Linked DNA regions of Macaca mulatta: region 2 is linked to region 1. The links are chromatin contacts, called in public Hi-C maps. All regions are on one chromosome and are shown on one strand. Each heading gives the region's core, a stretch centred on a gene start, on an enhancer-like site or on the middle of the called end of the contact. The rest is flanking DNA. Distances are from core to core; before and after follow the strand shown.

The links. Hi-C and Micro-C count contacts between places; a contact is called where the count stands out from the background.
Region 2: a contact with region 1 is called in a Hi-C map of fetal cortex germinal zone, with 7 times the contacts expected there. The contact joins the promoter of DLX1 here to the promoter of GAD1 in region 1. A contact is called at or near these places in 2 of 14 Hi-C or Micro-C datasets (fetal cortex germinal zone and fetal cortical plate).

The regions. Positions count from the first base shown.
Region 1 is chr12:75,773,321-75,780,581 of T2T-MMU8v2.0, forward strand. It overlaps GAD1 (glutamate decarboxylase 1), which reads left to right and starts at 2,487. Exons shown (of 16, transcript XM_077957184.1): 1 at 2,487-2,655; 2 at 4,130-4,274. The coding sequence starts at 4,193.
Region 2 is chr12:77,017,206-77,024,466 of T2T-MMU8v2.0, forward strand. DLX1 (distal-less homeobox 1) reads left to right here and starts at 2,551. Exons shown (of 3, transcript NM_001260619.1): 1 at 2,551-3,062; 2 at 3,722-3,921; 3 at 5,067-6,720. The coding sequence starts at 2,750. The coding sequence ends at 5,321.

The sequences.
Region 1 (7,261 bases), core at 1,237-3,736:
GGGGTGGAATTCCAGGCCTTCAATTCCTTACCATTCCTGCTGTGCCCAAAAGTCCGAGTTGGAGGAGATCATTGAAAATTAAATCAAATTCATGAAGTCTATAAGTCCGCTCCCCTCCCTGCCTCACTGGAATGTCCACTCTTGGCGTGCAGGATAATATAAACCGCAGGGACAATGCAAGCTCCAAAAAATAAGTGCTTGGCACACAGTAGGGGATTAATACTCGTTTAATCAGTTATTGCTAATATTCAATTAAACATTCTAAACAAGGACGGGCAAGAGGCTTCCTTCCTCCCCTACTCACCATAAAGGAGAAAGAGAGGGATGTCCTCAAAGCTGGACGGACTCAGCTTCAGCTTGCGATACCTAGCCTTGCAGGAGATTTCTTCTCCAACGAGATTATTTTATTGGCTAAAACGTTAGGGGTGTTTTGAACTCTGGGGTCAAAGGAGGAAATGGTTGTAAATGTCTCAATCTCGTGCCACAGGTGAAATAAACGAATCTTCCTTTCCAAGGAATCACGGGTTTTGGGAAAAGGTTGAGGAGACAGGGCGAGCGGGCGTCTCTGCTGGACAATGAAGACCGAGGGGCGCCGGGGATGTGTTGCCTCCTCCCTCCTGTCTCCTGCCCCGTGGCTCTTGAATGATTTAGCACTGGCACCTGGCTCCCTGATTGGTGCGACCGTCTCGTTTAGGGAAGGCTCTAGGAGGGCCGGTGGATGGAATTCCGAGCTTCACCTGGTTGCGCCGGTTGAGTGGTTTCCGGGGGACGTTTCCTACGTGGAGCAGGCACTCCCAGCCTGACCAGGCCCAAGCCTCAGTACCCAGTGCTGCAGTCACCGCGCGCCCCGCCGTTTAGGATGTTTTTGTGTCCTTAAAAAGTGCCCAGGATTTTATTGTCAGGAGAGGACAAGGCGACAAAACAGTAGTTTCTTTAGTACCAAAGGCAACGCGATTATTTCAAACCCAACAGCGAGATCCCTCTTGCTGATCAGACCGTAACTGCCCAGGGCGGACCTTCGAGATCCCTCTTGCTTATCAGGCCATATCTGCCCAGGGCGGACCCTTCGATCTCCCTCATGGAACTCTCTGTGATTTATAACATTTTTTTGTGTTTCCATTGTGTTGTAGTGAAAGGTGATAAGGCATTCAAAGAAAACGGACGGGCCTCGGCTGAACCAGTGAGGCCCCAGACGTGCGCATAAATAACCCCTGCGTGCTGCACCACCGGGGGAGAGGGGGAGGACCACGGTAAATACCTGTAGAGGAATCACTGCCTACACAGTGTTACCCAGACACGCACAGACATCAACTTTTTTGCCCTAAAGAAAAAGAAACGGGAGGAGAAGAAAGGGGAGAATTTAAACTAGTGACAGGGCGGTGAGGCAAGGCATGAAGAGGCAGGCCGGCGCGTAACCGCCTGGCCAGCAGCTCCAGGTGTGGGCTCCTCTCCGGCGCTGGAGGAGAGACCCGGGAGCGCAGGGCCGGTCGGTCTCTGGGCTCTTGGCGCCCTCTGGTGGGAATTTCTCCATCAACGCATTTTTAAGGCGAGGGGCTTTTCCCAACGCAGCGGTTCTTTTAACCGTGCCTAAATATTGCAGTGGGAGAATCCTTAAAGCGCGTGAAATCGAAGGGGAAGTGGGCCAGGGCAAGGGGCATTGGTCCGCCCCTCCCGGGGCACCTCTGTGCACGGGTTCCCCATGCGCGTGCAGCGGCGCTCGTGCGTGTCATCAACCTTCAGACGTGATTAATCAGGAGGCCTTCTTTTCCCATCACCAAGGGGGCCAAAACGAGGAGCGAGCGCATAGCTAAAGGGACGTGGGGTCATTTTCTCTGCCGGTGGCACTGGGTAGCTGTGGCCAGGTGTGGTACTTTGATGAGGCCCAGGGCTGGATGAGGAAACTAATTCCTCGGTGGTCTGAGAGATCTCCCCTCATTTCTGCCTCCTTTGCCGTTACAACAATCCCGGCTCCGTAGAGAGCCAACGAGGACACGATCCAGAGCGCGCTTTCGCTCAAGGAAGCGTCGCAGGGTCACAGATTTGGGGGAACCCCGGGGAAAAGGACTGAGGCAAAGCCGCTGCTGGTCTCCGACAAGATATGGGAGGGGGAGGGGAAATGGGAGAGGGGAAAGGAGGGGAGGGAAGAAGAAACGCTCAGAAAGGCAGAATTCTTCGTAGGAATTATCTTTTCCCTCCTCTCACCCGACAGCCTGACTATTTCCAAAGGAAAAAAAAAAAGCGTGTTGAGTACGTTCTGGATTACTCATAAGACCTTTTTTTTCCTTCCGGGCGCAAAACCGTGAGCTGGATTTATAATCGCCCTATAAAGCTCCAGAGGCGGTCAGGCACCTGCAGAGGAGCCCCGCCGCTCCACCGACGAGCTGCCCCCGCGAGCAACGGCCTCGTGATTTCCCCGCCGATCCGGTCCCCGCCTCCCCACTCTGCCCCCGCCTACCCCGAAGCCGTGCAGCCGCCTCTTCGAATCTCTCTCTTCTCCTGGCGCTCGCGTGCGAGACGGAACTAGCGAGAACGAGGAAGCAGCTGGAGGTGACGCCGGGCAGATTACGCCTGTCAGTGCCGAGACGAGCCGAGCGGATCGCTGGGCGCTGTGCAGAGGAAAGGCGGGAGTGCCCAGCTCGCTGTGGCCGAGCCGAGGTGGGTAAGCGAGCGACCACCTGGACTTCCCAGCGCCCATCCGTGGCTGTTCAGCCAGGTCCTCTCCGCCCGCGGCTTCTCAACCAACCCCATCCCCGGCGCCGGCCACCCACCCTCCCGAAATGAGCGCTTCCTGCCCGCCCTAGTCCCTGCTCTCCATGGGTGCGCTGCGCAGGGACCCCCACCCTCCACCCCGCCCTCGTCACTCTTCTTATCTCTGCCCGCCGGATTCAAGCCCCGGGGACGCACAGAGGCTGAGGCTCTACTTGAAGTGGGGCAACAGCGATTTTCCCTTGAGCTTCCATGCTGCGAGCGCCTGTCCATCCAAAGGGCGCCTGACCAGCAGCAGCCAAAGGCGCTACTAGGAGCGGTAACCTGTTACTTTCCCAGCGGCCGTGGTCGACCCGCTGCCAGTGTTGCTGTGCGAGTGCTCGCGCGGGGCTAGGTGTGAGGTCGGAGGGAGGGTGTGGAGGCGATAGCCGATGGGTGCTTCTCTGCAGGGTCCTCGATCTACCCAGATTCTCCCGCACTCTCTGTCCCAGGGCCTTCGGGAGCCATCGCGCCAGCGCCGAGAGTCGAGCAGGGGCGCCGCGCAAGATCTTTGTCCCCCGCCTCCTGCGCGCTGCGCACAAGTTCGTTTCCCCGGTGACGATCCCCATTCTTACCTACCCCACCCTCTCTGGATCTGCACCGCGAGGTCTCTGGGGTCCTCAAGGGGCTAGGTAGAGGAGAAACGCTGAAACCGGACCGAAACCTCGCCCTAGGCTTAGCGATGGCTAAAAGCCGGTAGGGATAAGAGGGAGACAAGCAAGGTTCCGACTCGCTGTTTTCTGGCTGTCTGGAGTGCAAGGTGACTGTGGTTCTTCTCTGGCCGAGTCCGAGGGAGAACATAAAAATATGGGCCTTTTTCCCCCTCTCACCTTGTCTCACCAAAGTCCCTGGTCCCCGGAGCAGTTAGTGTCTTTCTTTCCAGGGAATTAGCCAGACACAACAACGGGAACCAGACACCGAACCAGACATGCCCGCCCCGTGCGCCCTCCCCCCGCTGGCCCGCACGCCGGTGCTGAGTGCCCAGTGGGGCTTGTAGCGGCTCGGCTGGAAAATCGCTCACTGAGCGCTCCCCTGTACTCCTAGCCCAGTCCCCCACACCCCCGCGTCTTGTACTGGCCTTGGACCCCCACCTCGACCCTGCCTCGTGTCGGCGCTTCACTCCAGGTCGCGCCAATGCACCGCCAGACTCGAGACCGACCCAGGGCTACGCTGCCCGCGCCCCAGTACCGGAGCTAACGTGCACGTCTCCTCCGCTGCCCCCACCCCCGTGCACCCCGACCAGGCAGGCTCGCTGCCCTCCCTTCTTCTTGTCTCTCCAGCGCCGGATCTTCAAGGGGAGTCGTCCGCGCCCCCGGCTGCTCAGTCCCTCCGGTGTGCAGGACCCCGGAAGTCCTCCCCGCACAGCTCTTGCTTCTCTTTGCAGCCTGTTTCTGCGCCGGACCAGTCGAGGACCCCGGACAGTAGAGGCCCCGGGACGACCGAGCTGATGGCGTCTTCGACCCCATCTTCGTCTGCAACCTCCTCGAACGCGGGAGCGGACCCCAATACCACTAACCTGCGCCCCACAAGTAGGTCCCGCCCCAATTTTCTGTTAAATGAACTGCGGGGAAGATGGGGGCGCTGGGACGTCGGGAGGCTGAGCTGGCGGAAAGGAAAGAGGGAGCGCGGAGATAATGGAGGCTGGGAAATAAATGGGGCTCTGACCGGGTCCCTGCCAGAGGTCATTTGGCTGTCAGGGACGCTAGGTGACTCCCAGGGCACCGGAGAGCGAGGACCACACAAGGTCCGAGTGGCGGCGATCGTTGAGGGCTTCGCGGCGGCGGAGGGGCGCGCAGCCAGTGTCGTTTTTATTCTGTTGTGTGTGGTTTCTTTGCTTCGTGGGACGACAGGGGTCAGGGCACGGGGCGGAATGAAGAGCTGGGAGCCCCAGCAGGAATAAGAGTTTTCAGTCCCCGGCTTTCGTTGAGCCAAGATCTAACCTCCTCCTTTCCCCCTGCGCTGTGCTCAAAGTCTGTAATCAGCGGAAATTTGGACGTTAATTGCAGCGTTTAGAAAACTCAGGGTCCCTAATTGCTCCAAATTTGCATCAAGCTATTGACGAGTTAGGGAGAAGCCAGGGGCGGGAAAGGTGCATAAAACTGAGACTGAGCCTTGACATTTCATACAATTAATTACATCTCAGAGACATAAATAAATAAATAAAGCGGGGAACGGGCAGCATTCTGAGTGGCAAGAGATGGGGAACTGGGAGGGGGCAAGAAGATTTATCATAGAGAGGAGAGAGCACCTCTCTCTCCTTACCCCAGGCAAGAGATCTGTCAGGAGGTGACACGTCCCGAAAAGAGAGAAAGAAAAGAGACGCCAGATAAAAGAGGGAGAAGGATTTATGCTTCCCTGTCTTAAGTACTACAGGCTCCTCAACCCGTTTCCAGAATCTATCTTTAATTTTATTTCCTACCTCTGTAAAGGCCTGAGATGAGAAAATTGTTTTTCTTTTTCCTTGTTGGAGTGAAGAAGTGTCTCCTGACCCTACCCCCCTAAAAAAAACTATCAGCTTCAGACTGTAAGGGTTCCCGCTCCCCTCTTTATTTATTTTGTTTCTGAGATGTAATTAATTATATGAATTTCCAGAATTTGTACACAGAAAGGGCTTAAGAAGGACAATGTGGTTACAGGGAGTGCTTATTGATGCGCTTTTATGGCACTTTATATTTGACAAAATAAGTATCCTCATCAACGAGGTGGGGATTATTACCGGAAAGCCCCTTTAGACGCTGGCATTTGTTCCCGGGCAGGAGGTCCTGTGTTAGTCCTCAGGTCTCATTCCAATTTCCTTTGCAGCTCCCTCTTCCCGCCACCCAGGAGGGATACAATTACCCACACAACAAAGAGGGGCTCGGGAGAGTCGCCAGCCCTGGTAGCATATGAACCAGGCAACGGCGTTGGAGCTGGTCAGGGCTGGGCGGGAGGAATGCGAGGCCTGCGCGCCTTTGTGTGTTGCTTTCGCCTTGATGGATTTCTTTTCTGACGCTTTCCACATTTCTTACCCCCTTTTGCCGCCTGGGGGTGGGAGTGGGGGGTTAGCAGGCAGTTGTGTTAATTTACCCTTCATTCCCGGCGCCCCTACTTCCCGGTGACCGCCAGTCGCCGGTGCAAACGCCCAGTCACAGGTAGAAGACCCAACAGAGGCCATGACCTGAATCCGCACGTGGCCTGGTTTGCCTCGAAGCTACAAAAGAGAGCCGGGGACCCTGCTGTGAAAGAGCAAGCAGCACGTGTCCCAGGCACACTGTTGCGGGCCCTTAGCCTAGCTACGGCATCCGCACCCCAGGCTTCACAGGAGCGCTGGGCGCTCTATCCACTCTCACCCTCCCTTGCAGATAATACCCTTGCCCACCCAGCTAGCTCCACTTCTCTGCCCCTTTAGAGTATCCTGGGAGGTGGCCTTAGTGCAGGCAACCTTAGGCACTCTCTTGTTCCAGCAACCCTTGGGTGGGACTTGGAGCCCTCCTTGTCCTCAACCGCTAGGTCTTCCCGACCCTTGCTACATCAAAGGGGCTCTCTCGCTTGCTCTCCCCGTCTCCCCTTCCCTTTCATTGCAGACCCCAATTTTGAAAGGCAGTGCAATGTATCTGACCTACAACTTCCCTGCTGAGTGACCTTGGAAAACTCATGTAACCTCTCTGAGCCTCGATGTTTTTTCTTTGTCAAATGACTCTTAGATCAACACTCCTGCCAGTTTCATAGGACTGTTACAAGAATTAGATGAGATGATGTTTAAAGTGAAAGTACTTTATCAGGTCCAAATAGCTCTTTATCCGCCAGGTATTATTAGGGTTTCGCTTTTGCACTGATTTCCTGTCTGTCACTGGAACTCCATCTGTGAGATGTCTCACCGATGTCAGGCTGTTTCTTCTCCCTGCTGGGGCTATGTTGTGCTTCGCGTTTAATTGATGTCACTCTCCTTATCGCCTGCAACACTTGTGTGAAGCTGGAGGCACCAGGAAGGGTAGGGTAAGGGATGGGAGTGCTTGGAGAGCTTTGCTTTGAGAGATTGGAAGGGGATTTCGTGCTGGGCTCACCACACCAGCCCGCCTGGGGGCTTAGCGGGGATGGGGCTGCTTTCCACGCTTCTTGCTGGAAGTTGAGCCCCGAAGGCAGCAGGTAGACCTTGAGGGGTTTGAGAACAGCCTGGAAAAGAAGGAAAATCCAGCAGCACCCCCACCCTCAGTTGTGACTCAGAGGAAGGGTGCTTGATTCCATTTACCTGTGCCTGCTCCAGACCCAAGATGTCAGAGGGAAGGGTTAATGAGGGGCAGGTTGGGAAGAGGGGCCAGGGATGAGGAGCCGAGGCGCACTATTGTCTTCCCCACTCCCCGATCTGACTGAAGAGCAGCCATGCGAGCCCGATCATCTAGTCAAATACTATTTTTCACCCAATTAATTCTTGAACTCTTCCGCGACCCCATTTCATGCCAGTTTATTTTAAGCTGCCACTAGGCTGGAGACCCGCCAAGAAATTATGAGACGTTTCGGTCCCAGATGCCTGTGTTCC
Region 2 (7,261 bases), core at 1,301-3,800, 1.2 Mb after region 1:
GGAGTGTAGCCATCTCTTGCTCACACACAATCCGCTTCTAAATTAAACAAGGCTCTGAAACAGTATCCCGAGGGGCGCATGCCGGACTTTTGTTCCAAGAAGGCAACCAGGTCCCCTGTGCTGCTGCAAAAGTCTTTGATCCCTCTCCAGCTGTGGACACAGAGCACCCAAGAGACAGTCGCGAAGTGAGGCCGTCTCTCCCCTTCCCCCCTCCTTGCAAGTCTCTGGAATACACTGTCCCTAGGCAGCCCGGCCGTCGGGTTTCCTCACGCCTTGCCCTGAGCTCCCGGAATTACCAATTCCACTTTCCCCGGTCCCAACCCCGACCCCGCGCCCGCCGCGGCGATCACTTACGTGGGCAAGGCCCTCAGGGCACGCGCAAGAGACCCGGGGCCCGGGCAGTATCCAAGCGACTGTGCTAGGCACACGGCATGGCACTCCGCACCCTAAAACAGGCACTAGTAAGGAGCAATTAAAAGCACAAGTGCGACACAGAAATCAGGACGAGCCGAGCGGCTCCAGGAGTTGCCTGGTGGCGGAATCATTAGCTGGCTGTTGCTACAAAGCCTCACCGTGTGGTTCGGTGATTAAGAAAAAAAAAATCTTTTAAACGTTGGCAAACCCGTTATTGGTTTGGCCTATTGGGTTTTTTTTTTTTTTCTTTTGTTTTTCTTTTTGCTCCAACCACGCTGCCTGAAATATTTCTGCCCCCAGCACTGTGCCCTTAAACCAAAGGAGAGGAATTCTGCGGGCAGCAGCAGCTGGTACAGAAGTTAAAAAAAAAAAGAGAAACCCCCTCTACTAACATCTATAACGACAGCACCGATGTAATTTGTTTTGAATGTTCATTTTTATTGGTGTTCCCTCTGCCAAAATGCGCTTGATTACAGAGGTTTGTCCTGTGATCATTGCACACTCCAGACAGGGGAAGGTGCAGCGATGAAGGTTCAGCTCAGGCCAGATCAAATCCCGAGCTGTTTAACGCTGAAAGGCTGCATGTTGCTATTAGTGTTAAATATATGGCTAATTATGCGTATGAAAATTAAACATCAGTGTTATGCTAATGGAGCGCCTTCAGCTGCGGATCTGAGCACTTGAGACTACCATTTAATCAAATGAATCAGTAACTAATACATCTGCACGTGTGAACTTTCACAAGATCATTTTCCCGTTCCCGTCACACCGCTAAATTATGAAAGAAATAATTATCAACACTTTCTAATTACCTAACAAAGTAATTTGGGATTCACCGTGGGACTGGCGGGTTGGGGAACCAACATCCACTTACAGCCAGGGTGGTGTGCGCCACACCGCGAGGGGGTGGCTGTATTGGTAGTAGTGGCGATGGGTTGGGGGCTTTTGTGCAGTTTTTCGTACCTAGCACCTCAGAAGACAGAGGGAGCAGCGGCAGCTCTTGCCTCCACTAGCCCTGCCCCCTAGGCCCGGTGGCGCGCGCTTTGGCCACTGGAGAAAGATACTGGGTGGCAACGCGAGAGGTATACACACAGATAGGGGAGCCTACTACAGGCTGGGTTTGCTGCGGGTTTCGGTGTCCCCCAGGGACTCCTAAACTCTGGAAGTCTCGCTAGACCTCAGGAGGCCGGAAAATGATCACCTGGCGTCCGCGGCTTCAGCAGATCTGAGCCCCTAGGCCCCCTGGGCTCCACGCTGAGCCGCGCTCTCGGGGCGAGTGAGCCCGGGGCTCTCCGCGCAAGGGAGTGGAGAAGGGAGGGGGAGGAGGAGGAAGGCTGGGAGGGAAAGAGGATGTGTGTGTTGGGGGAGGGGGCGGCGCAGTCGCCTTTCCTGGGAGGAGAAGCGCGGGTTCCTGGCTCTCCACGCGCACTGCTTTAATCAGACCGTGCAGCCTCGAGCTGGAGTGGCCAGCTGGGCCTGAAGCAATGCGAGCGGGCCCCAGGGAGCGACGGCGGCGGCGGCGCAGCGGCCGAGCGAGTGAGTTCGCAGGGAGGGCCCCTAAGCCCCGACTCCAGGGATGTGGCAGAGCGTACCCGGGCCGGGGAGGCGCGGCCGAATGGGCGCCGCGCTAGGCACAAGGCTCTTGGGAGGACCTCTGTCTGTTGGCCGCCTCGGGCGCCCCCCAGTGCGCGACTCCGCGCTGGAGAGGCAGAGGTCAGGCTCCTCCCCAGCAGCCCTAGCTCTGCGCCGGACTGAGTGGCAGCGACGAGAAGCGGTCCAGGGTGTCTGGCGTTAGGGACCGCTGAAGGGTGGGGACAGTGGCAGGGGGGCGGCGGCGCCGAGCCGCTGGTTGGTTCCTGGGGAGGAAGGCACGCGAGGGAGGCGGGAGGCCGATGAGCCGCGGGTCGCAGCGGTCCCGGCGCAGACGCCGGAGCCCATTGTGCTTCCTGCCCGGCGCGCTCTGTTGCAGAGCAGCCCCGGCCGGGAAGTGTGGATGCGACTCTCCCGAGGCCGGGCCGCCTCGCCCGCTCTAGTCCAGCGGAGCCCGAGCGCCTCGGACCAATCCCCAGTGATTATGCAAGACAGCGGACCAATCAGCTCCGCCAGCTCATGAATATTTATGACCTTGGCTGAGTCAAAGCTTTGAACCGAGTTTGGGGAGCTCAGCAGCATCATGCTTAGACTTTTCAAAGAGACAAACTCCATTTTCTTATGAATGGAAAGTGAAAACCCCTGTTCCGCTTAAATTGGGTTCCTTCCTGTCCTGAGAAACATAGAGACCCCCAAAAGGGAAGCAGAGGAGAGAAAGTCCCACACCCAGACCCCGCGAGAAGAGATGACCATGACCACCATGCCAGAAAGTCTCAACAGCCCCGTGTCGGGCAAGGCGGTGTTTATGGAGTTTGGGCCGCCCAACCAGCAAATGTCTCCTTCTCCCATGTCCCACGGGCACTACTCCATGCACTGTTTACACTCGGCGGGCCATTCGCAGCCCGACGGCGCCTACAGCTCAGCCTCGTCCTTCTCCCGACCGCTGGGCTACCCCTACGTCAACTCGGTCAGCAGCCACGCTTCCAGCCCCTACATCAGTTCGGTGCAGTCCTACCCGGGCAGCGCCAGCCTCGCCCAGAGCCGCCTGGAGGACCCAGGTACGTGCGCTTGCCAGGGAGAGGGAGAGGAGGAGGTACAAGGGAGAGAGGGAAAGAAGGAGCGGGGGAGAAGAGGAGAGGGAGAGAGAAAGAGAAGAGAGGAGAGCGAGGTGGGGTGGGGGTGGGGAGGGCACGGGAGCAGTGGAGGTTTCGAATATCAATCTATAGATCCTTGTCACAGCAAATAAATTTTTTTTAAAATTCACTCAATTTGCAACTATCCAGCAAAGGATAAATCCCAGAGCGTCTCCTGGCACTGGCTGGGCCTCTGGGCGGCTCGGTGTGCAGAGCACACAATGCCCCGCTGGAAAACAGAAACCCACATGTGCACGTATTAGTCTCGGTAATTATTTATTGCGTAGTGCTATAAACAATGTATGCAATTAAGGGTAATTAAACCTCAACTACCGCCTGCAAAAATAGCAAACTTTCCCTGCAAAGGCAGGGGCTGCGCTTCTGGGAACGGCTCTATCCCGCCTGCAGTGGCCCGGGACAGGCCCTCGGATTTTGGGGGACCCTTCCCTGGCTTTCAGAGTTTCTTGAACGTTCTCTCCCTGGTCCTGCCTCCGCCACCCTTCGGTAGCCACTCGCTCTCGGCTGTTCGCACTAAAGGCGGCCCCTCGTATTAACAACGGGCCCTGCTTCTGCTGTCCCTCCAGGGGCGGACTCGGAGAAGAGCACGGTGGTGGAAGGCGGTGAAGTGCGCTTCAATGGCAAGGGAAAAAAGATCCGTAAACCCAGGACGATTTATTCCAGCTTGCAGTTGCAGGCTTTGAACCGGAGGTTCCAGCAAACTCAGTACCTAGCTCTGCCGGAGAGGGCGGAGCTCGCGGCCTCTTTGGGACTCACACAGACTCAGGTACCTCGCCGCTGCCGCTCCGTTCCGCCACGCAGGCTTTCCGCGGCCTGCCTGCGCCCGGGTCTTCATTTCTTGCTCGCTGTGCCTCACGGTCGGGGTGTCACTGTGTGTGTGTGTTTGTGTTCACCCCTGGCTCTCAGCGTGTCTCCTTCCTCCCTCATCCTCCGCCCTAGCTCTGTCGCTGCTCTCGGTATCCCGAGCTGCCCGCAGCCCGGCCCTCTGTCCCCGGACAATCTGATTAGGGCGCAGGAAGGAATTCCCTAGACGTTTTGTTTGGGAACTCTGAGGTCACACGTGCCTAAACAACTGGAACAATAGACTCGGGGCTTAATCCCTCCCTTGCCTTTAAATTGTGTGACTAATCACTCGGGGCCTGGGTCTGCGCCTCGGCCTCCCTCCTCCTCCTCCTTCTCACAGGTTGGGGGTGGGGGGAGAACCTTTCCTCCGCCCTCTCACCTCTCAAGTCCCAGATCTTAGAGGAGAAACGGGACCGACCTTCCCGGCTTTCTCTAAGACTCCGGGGAGCCCGTGAGCGTTCTGACGGCGGCGGGCGCGGGCTTCCAACGTCCGGTCCGGGATTTGGAGCAGAGCTGGAGAAAGCAAACAGACCGTAGGGCAAGGAAGGTTTTGAATCCAAAGAAAAGTTCCCCAAAACCTTGAGGCCTCCTTAGTCCGTCCCAACTCAAGGGCAGAAAGGATGTCGCATAGAAAAGTTGGGTCGCATTGCAAATAAATTTCCTCCACTCCTTCCTAGGTTTTCGATTCTTTTATTGATGTTGATATTGGAATTGCGGGCTCGGTGTTGTGCAGGCGCTGTATCTTCCGCAGGCGGTAGCCACGGTCGGACTGAGCCCCTGGCAGGCTAAGGCCTGGATCCCAGTTCGCCCCTCACCACGACTCCTCCCTGGCTCTCTGAGAGCTGCCCCCATGGGCTGACGGCGGAGGGCGGTTAGGCCTTCGAGGCTTTGGCTCTTATGGGGGAAGGGAGAAAGGAGGGATGTCTCTGCTTCTCTGGCAGAGGGCTGCCAGCTGGCGCAGGGTTGGGAGGTCCTATCTCTGCTGTTCTGCGGTCCCTTTTTTCCTCCCTGTGACCTAGGTAGGCTCAGTGGTCCCAGCCTGAGTCACGTTGTTGTCCGCTCTTGCAGGTCAAGATCTGGTTCCAAAACAAGCGATCCAAGTTCAAGAAGCTGATGAAGCAGGGTGGGGCGGCTCTAGAGGGTAGCGCGTTGGCCAACGGCCGGGCCCTGTCTGCTGGCTCCCCACCAGTGCCGCCCGGCTGGAACCCTAACTCTTCATCCGGGAAGGGCTCAGGCGGAAACGCGGGCTCCTATATCCCCAGCTACACATCGTGGTACCCTTCAGCGCACCAAGAAGCTATGCAGCAACCCCAACTTATGTGAGGTTGCCCGCCCGCCTCCTCCTTGTCTCCCCGGCCCAGGTCCCTCCCGCCTCCAGGTCCATCCACCCCGTCAGGAAAAGAAGGACCCAGAGGGAAGAAGAAGGAACAGTGGAAGCAGGACGAGCTCCATCTCCTCAGAGCCCCGCGAGGTCCGGCCCAGCAACTTCCCGGCGCCCGCGCTCTGGCCTGAACCCTGGCCTGGGCCGAGCAGTAGCAGCAGAGAGTGGCCTCGGAGGGAAGGCACTGCCACCTGAGACAGGCCAAGCAACAAGATAAACCCGGCTCCACCCGACCCACCGACCTTCAGCTTTGTGGGACTATCAGGAAAAAAAAAAACAAAACAAAAACAAAATGTAGAAAAAGCAAAAGCTCTTTTCTGTCCTGTCAGTCTCCTGTCTCCTTTTGCTCTGTGCGCTGATAAAGTCAAGGTCCTCATCCGTCCGCTGTCCTCATTCTGCGGCCTCTGCAAAAAGCCACCAGGTCTGAGAGGCCCGGGTCCTGCCCGGCTGACCATCTCCGGATCCTGGGACACTGCCTGATCATCTGTGTAGCTGGTGTGGGAATCTGGGGGCATTGAAGGGAGGGGGTTTTATTTATTGAGAAATGGACTTCGCCTGAGGCTGTTTGCCAATTCGAGGTTCTGCTGGTCGCAAGAAACTCACTGTTCAAACGCACTGTTTACTTTAAACGCACGGGGAGAAACGAATAAGGAGGACGTGGTGATTTTTAATTTATACAGTAACTTTTGTACTTCTCTGGCGTGGAGAGTTTGGAGCCGAACGATTTGCATTTTTTACATGTCCGACATTATTTAATAAATACTTTTTAAAAGAAAAGAAAGATAAATGAAGTCAACACGATTTTCTCATCTGGGAAGAACTCTTGGTTGCTTCGCCTGGACAAGATGGAAAACACTGGTTTCCTCCTTGGGTAGAAAGAGGGAGCGAGGACAAATGGGGAGTAGAGAGAAAACAGGCGAGAACAAGCACCCTAATTCCAGTGGGCTTTACAATAAGACAAAATCAGCTTTACAACAATCCCTAGAGGCTCAACCACAGAATAATGCCAGTCACCACCCTGAACGCACAATCTTCAGTGCAGGCTCTAATTACTGTACATATTATTGTTAATTATTATTATTATTGTTCTGTAAACATGTTGCACAAGCTTAGCCTTTTTGCGTTCTGTTGTGTGTGGCTGTAAAACCCCATGCTTTGTGAAATGAGAATCTTGACATTTTACTTGTGAAATTTGGAAAATGTGATCAATTAAAATCAACTGTGTTTTGTGTTCTCTATGTCAAAGTTTAGTTTTATATTGAGAATGTTAACTTATTGCTTTGTATCTTGGGAAAAAAACCTTTGTAAATAAGTTATAAAGTTTCTTTGAGACAGTAAAATTATGATTTCTTGAAAGAACTGCTCTCTCTTGTGCTGTGTGAGGGTGTGCCAGGGGGCCAGGCCAGGTTCCCACCTCTGGAGATAGTTCATACAGGGTCAGCGACTTATCAACTTATCGGTGATAGAATGGGGACCCTGTACTCCAGAAACACCAGGATATCGTCAGAGGCCTGTGGGGTGCCCCATTGGACCTTTTCTTTTTGCCTTGCTCCCTGGACCCTCAAGGTGTCTGATTCCTACCTGAATTGGAGGGGTAAGGAGAGAATCCCTGGCCAGGGTTCCCCGGGAAGGGGGCTCAGGAACAGGTGCATCAGGGCAGAGCTGACGCTCAGGAACCAAAAGGATGTTGAAGACCGGCTGAGAGGAGATGAAGTCAGAGTTCAAAGTCAGCCGGCCAGGACGATTTCAGTTTTTTCCACACCCAGCCAGCTCTTGGGAGGCCGGGATGTCGGGAGGCTGAGAGGCCTGGAAGCAGAGACACTGCTTTGCCTCTAGTCTTTCTCCAGATCTGGCCTCCCGGCTTTTGCATGCCCGGAGGCGC